Linked DNA regions of Mus musculus: region 1 is linked to region 2. The links are chromatin contacts, called in public promoter capture Hi-C maps. All regions are on one chromosome and are shown on one strand. The core of a region is the stretch at or near the end of the contact, and the rest is flanking DNA. Distances in the headings are between cores, read along the strand shown.

Evidence for each region. Promoter capture Hi-C pulls out the DNA fragments that hold promoters and counts their contacts.
Region 1: a contact with region 2 is called in a promoter capture Hi-C map of pre-B cells, with 4 times the contacts expected there. The contact joins the promoter of Clpx here to the promoter of Anp32a in region 2. A contact is called at or near these places in 2 of 39 promoter capture datasets (erythroid cells and pre-B cells) and 1 of 484 Hi-C or Micro-C datasets (B cells).

What each region holds. Positions count from the first base shown.
Region 1 is chr9:65,293,004-65,296,024 of GRCm38.p6, forward strand. It overlaps Clpx (caseinolytic mitochondrial matrix peptidase chaperone subunit), which reads left to right and starts at 1,257. Exons shown (of 14, transcript NM_011802.3): 1 at 1,257-1,562. The coding sequence starts at 1,484. It also overlaps the pseudogene Gm16218.
Region 2 is chr9:62,339,704-62,342,669 of GRCm38.p6, forward strand. Anp32a (acidic (leucine-rich) nuclear phosphoprotein 32 family, member A) reads left to right here and starts at 1,640. Exons shown (of 7, transcript NM_009672.3): 1 at 1,640-1,851. The coding sequence starts at 1,798. Gm20346 (predicted gene, 20346) reads right to left here. Exons shown (of 2, transcript NM_001378702.1): 2 at 1,799-2,285. The coding sequence ends at 2,221.

The sequences.
Region 1 (3,021 bases), core at 7-2,506, 3.0 Mb after region 2:
TGGAGGGAGAGCTTCTGAGAGAGTCTAAGAACACAGTTGGAAAGCAACATACTGAGAGGACTTGAGTCTCTCCTCACAACTGTATTCCTGGATGCAGCTGAAGAAGGAGTGGGTCTTAGTGAAGAAAGACAAGAATTCTCTTTCATCTCTGAAACTTTACCATGAGGTGTTACCACGAGTCAGCTCTCTAAGAAAGAACCCTGTAGTAGTATGAACCACCTGGAATTCCCCTTCTGTGAGCTAGACCCGGGGAACTGGAAGTCACTTTTCTGGCTGGAGATTGACGCTGGTTAATGTAAGTGAACTGGTGTTGATCCTGGCTTAATTCTCTTTCCTCACAGTTTCTGTCTAAAGGTTCCAGCAGGGTGTGGTACAACTCGGTAGTCTCATCTAGAGGTGGGAGCACAGGCATCAGATGTTCAGAGCCATTTTCAGCTACAGAACAAGTTCCAGGCCACCTAGCAATTTGGCGGCTAGAGTTGATGATATATATATAATTACTCTGGCATAAATTCCAAACCAAACCCAAATAAAACCCATATGGTGTTAGAGGCAGTACTCTTAAATTCGAGGTCAGCCTGGTCTACAGAGGGAGTTCTTGGACAGCCAAGGTTACACAGACAAACCCTCGCTCAGAAAACCAAAACAAAAATCCACACAGGCAACTAGCCCCGACTGAAAACTTTATCATCACAAAGCTTGAAAGAGCAAGGAAAGCTAGCTCTATCCAGCTTGTTGCTCGGAGTGGGAGTGGGATTAGGAGACCATTTCCATGCTGCAAATGAAACGAAACAGCGAACATAAAGGAAGCCAGGATATAGAGTCCATGAAGGAAGGAACTTGCCGAAGTGCAAGCGCCTGGTAGTTACTGTCTGTTTATAATTATTATGTGGGATTATGGTCTTTACCACTGAATTACATTCTTAGTTTTCGGATCACTTAAAAAAGATCCTCACCTTTTTGCGCTTTTATTTCCCCTGCTCCTAAGAAGCGTAGGGTCAACTCCCGACACGGCGCGTGTCTCTTTGGGTCTAAAACTTTTTAACATCCGAATAAAGAGACTTCCCGAGAAATTAGGCGACCGCAAAATTTTGGGTTCGCCGCTTGCCGTAGCGCGCTCATTGGTGCCCAGGTTACCGCCCCATTCTCTGGAATCACGTTAGTCTCCACGCATGCGCAGCGTAAACTCACGCCTCCTCCTGGGTCTAGGACGCAAGCGCGCGCACGCTCCCCGGCCGGGGTGGGCGGGGAATGGGGGAGAGTAGGGAGGGAGGGGAGGAGGGGAGGAGCCTACTCCGGTGAGTAGAAGGCGGTGGGACGCTGGGATCGTCCAGGCCTGGCTGCCTGGTGGGGAAAACGCTGCGCCAGCATAGAACCGACGGAAGGGAGCGGAGCCAGTCAGCGGAACACTCGCGCGACACGATCGGGTCGCTGAGCCCCCTCGATCCTCAGGGCGCGAAGCCCTGGCCTAGGCCCCGCGGAGATGTCCAGTTGCGGCGCTTGTACCTGCGGCGCTGCGGCCGCCCGGCTTCTCACCACTTCGCTCACCTCCGCGCAGAGAGGTAACGAAGTAGTCCCGAGCCGGTGCCCGCTCTGGGCTCTCGGCGAGTGAACCTGTGGGGATCCCGGGGGGAGAGGAGGGCTTGAAGGCTGCGAGGCGCTACGAGCCTCTGGAGTACCTGGCTGTCGGATTGGAAGGAAACCCGGTGGGCTATCGCTGGCCTGTGAGCTCTCGGGCCTTCGGAGTTTGGGGGCTGGAATGAGGCCATCTCGCCTCAACTCAGGGAGAACAACCGAGTGCGACGCAACACTCGTTAAAAGTGTCCCCCGTGCAGCCCTTCTTGGGGCCTGTCACTTTTGGGGAGTCTGTGCCCGGTTGTCGGGCTAGTCGCCTGGACCGGCAGCGCAAGGGTGTCACTGACATTGTGCGGTCTCGGGGACGACAAGACGTAAACACAGCTCGCTGGCCTTCCAGATATTTGGGAAACTTGGGGTCCCAAGATATTTGGGAAACTTGGGGTCCCAAGAAAGCAGCGGGGAGGTGGGGCGAAAACGACCGCTGGAATTCCTGAAATACTTAAATTTAGCAACAGTCATTCGCCCGCTTCCCCAGCTTGACAGCTGGGATCAGCCTCTAAGAGTGGAGTGGCTCTTGTTTACTTTGCTTCTCTATTCATCAGGACCTGTGACAGAGTGCACACCTGCCAAGAGATTCCGGGAATGAAACCCGTTTTTCTTTCCCACAAGTCTATGCATATCAGATTGTAAGGCTAGGTCTTGTTAGGCTCTGAACTTACAGATGTCTTTTCATGACGATCCTTGGATCAATAAAAGCAGTTTTCCTTTTTTTTTTTTTTTTGACTAATTCTAAAATCATCATTGTCTACTAACTGTATAATTGGCAGTTTATAATACACATGAAATGGAGTAACATAGGCGGAAGCATTTAGTATTGACACGTAAGTGTAAGATTTAGTCTTAAAACATTGCCACACCTCAAGTAGGTGTCCCAGTTCCAGAGGTTTGATTTGTAAACACTGGAAAGAAACATAATTTTAATGTATTGTTTGACCTACATTCGTTGAGGGCTTAAGGTATTACAGTTTGGTACTAGGGGTATTAAATTCATCATGTTTAAATTTGGTTGACAACAGCATTAAAAAGGGTACGTGTTTTAGACAGGAGGAGTTCTTGATAAGATTTAGTCAAAGAATTCTAGCTTCAGCCCGGAGGTTATAGCACATGACTTTAGTTCCGGCAGTCTTTAGGCAGGGGCAAGCCAGGTCTCTGGAACTCTGTACACCAGTCTTGGCCTTGGATTCAGATTAAAGGCCTGTGCCACCACGCCCAGCTGATGTATATATTTTTTAAATGGACTTGACAAATGGGTTAGAAAGATAGCTCAGCAAATAAAAGTATTTGCTGCCCAGTCTGACAACCTGACTTCAACCCTGGGCCTATAAGGTAGAAAGAGAGATAGAGTCCTGTAAGTAGTAAAGAGCGGACAGACAGACTTTTTGT
Region 2 (2,966 bases), core at 390-2,889:
AGAATGGACACCTCCTTGCTCCGATGTGTTTTGAGAGTTATTCCTTGGAAAGGACTCTCTCACAACACTGCTGATAGCAGGTCCTCAACTTCAGTGTTTAAGAAGCAAGCGAGCATTTACCATCCAAAAGAACAAGAACTTCAAGACTTCTGCTATAACAGATTTTGTACACTACACCTTCTTAAAATATTTGTAATGAAAAACTATTATTGCTTTAAAAACCTTATCCAGAAACATGAGCTGATACATTGGCAAAGAGATAATTTGGAGTTCTTTGTGTTTTTAAAAGGAAACAATACAATTGAAACATTCCAGATATACAGCCTTTGTAAAAATTAACAAAAATCTAAGGATAAGAAATGTCAAATGAACAACGTAAAGAAATTACATATTTACCCAGACGAAATGGTTTTATTTTGTACTTCCAGCTACTTAGAATAAACATTTATCAGCTTTCAAATCCATTTGTTTGATCTAAAAGAACTAACTAAATAAAATACTTAGTTCTAATGTCTCAAAAAAAGAATTACTTTGGGGGTGTTTGCAGAAGCGTGTAGATGAAGACACATAGGAAAAGACACTATGATAAAGTTGTGTGAATAAAATTAAACATGTATCCCGTAATTTGTTCACAGCCGGACATCCACATAGTACCATGAGGTCCGAGGGCTGCCCATAGGAAGCTGGTAACCCAATGGGAACCAGGGCTGTAAAGGTTTCTTAAAAAACGTAACGTGGTCGAACAAAAACAAAACCCAAAGCAACTGTAAGACCTGGCGTAAGTGCCCCCAGTTAGCGACTCTTTGGCAATGCAGATCCAACCAAACGATTAGAATGAAACGTGCAACGCTCTCTCTCAAAAAATCCTATAAAGCCCGTCAATTATGTTCGGCTCTGAGAATCGGCAGTTCCCAGCACCTTCCTTTTCCACTTTTTAATATTTTATACAGTTCTCCATCTGCGGCCTTTCCATTCATTAATTGCCCTATACAAGATCCCCCCGATGACTCTCGGGGAATTGCTTCTTTTAAGACAGGGCATCAGATTGCCAAGCCTCTGGGGTCGAGATCGCGCCCTCGCTCCTTTGGATGTGGGAGCGTCATGCACTTAAGACTTGATTATTTAATTGCGGAGATGGGAGCAGACCGGTCGGAGGGGTTGTGCCAAGTGGGCATCCCGGGGTGTGTGTGTGTGTGGTGGGATTTGTCCTTCGTGCGCTCCAAAAATGCGCGCCCTCCTTGGGCCTGCCTTGTGCCCGCGCGCCCCAGGCCTCGTCCGCCCGCCCAGCACCCAGAGGATGCCCCCGCAAGGACCCCGCCCCTCCCGTGTCCACGCACCTGCGGCCCCGCCCCCGGCCACGAACCTTCAGGTCCACGCACCTGCCCTGCCTTCCCTCCCGCCCCCAGCGCGCAACCACCAAGGTGCAGCCGCGCTCCTCTTCGGCGGCCCCGGTATCTAAAGGGGTCCGTCTCCGGCACCACAGCCAAATGGCTGAGCCTCCCTGGCCCGCTGCGCAGGATGCCCATTGGACCCTGCCCCCCGCCGCCACCACCACTATTGGCTGGCGTCCGAAGCCTCGCCATTTGATTGGCTCTTGTTGCCGCCGCTCCACGCAAGGAGCCGCAGGTCCCGCCTCTACGGCGATCAGGTTAGTGTGCGCCGCGGGTGCTGGGGGCTCGAGAACCGAGCGGAGCTGGTTGAGCCTTCAAAGTCCTAAAACGCGCGGCCGTGGGTTCGGGGTTTATTGATTGAATTCCGCTGGCGCAGGATCCTCTGCAGAAAGAGAGAGCGCGAGAGATGGAGATGGACAAACGGATTTATTTAGAGCTGCGGAACAGGACGCCCTCTGATGTGAGCATTTGCCAAAAATATCTCTGTCGGTCCATTCTCCTACTTTGTGTTATGTGTGCGTGTGTGTTTTGGGGGGAAGGCACTTTTTTATGGAGGGGGGCTCCGGGGAAGGTGTGGGGTTTGGGGTCTGACTGCAAATGAATTGCAAGGTTGGATGGCGGGGGTGGGGGGGGTTGCAATGCCACCGGAGCATGTTTCGTCCGCCGTCGCTGCTGCCCTTGGTGTGTGACTGACTACCTGTGCGTGTGCTCCCGCGTGTGCGGGTATGGGTGCGAGGGTGTGCGTGCGAGTGTGCACCCAGCGGGGGGCCGGCGGGGCGCACGCGTTCGGGTCGGAGGGAAGGCGGCAATTTCACCCTCGTCCGAGCTCTCAGCTCCCACGACTTGCATCTGGATGGAAAAGATGATCGAGGGGAGGAGAAGATGGGCTGCCTCCTGGATTAAACAACAAAAAGGGGTTGTTATATTTTAGAAGCGTAACCCCCTTTCCGCCCCCTCCCGCGCCTGCCCCCTCCCTTTGCAGTCTCTTTCGCTCGCTCGCACACAATAAGTTTTGGGCTTCGCGAGTCCGGTATAGTTTCTGATCAATGTAGCCCGAGGACCCCGGGGAGAGCGCGTGGGGACCCGACTGCTGCGGAGTTGGGAGATGGCTCGAGTTTAAAGCGCGTCTTCGTTTCTCTGCGGGGATGAGGCGAGAGGTGGGGAGCCATATTTGTAACTTTGTCGTGTTCGTGAACGCGCCCTTTCTCTCCCTCCCTCCCTTTCTCTGTCTGCCTTCCTTCTCCTTTCTCTCTCACTCTTTCCACCCCACCTTTGGGCCAGATGCTGTCTTTTCTCCCTTCTTCCTCGCGGAAAGGGAGGGGGGGTACCTTAGGTTAAGGGGGAGGGATTGTGAAGTGTGCAAATGCTCAGATAATCCTCGCGCCTCCCCAACCACGAGCGTCGCTAATGTAAGTTGCCCGGAGGCTGCGTCCCGTTCTGGCCCCCGGCTCCCTCCCCAGATGCCAGCCTTGGCACCCTGACGCCTCATCGGCAGCAGACACCCCACCTTCCCGGTCCTTGCTTCTCCTGGGGTGGGCTCCCTGGCAGCCATTCGGCGCTTGGTTAATAAATGGG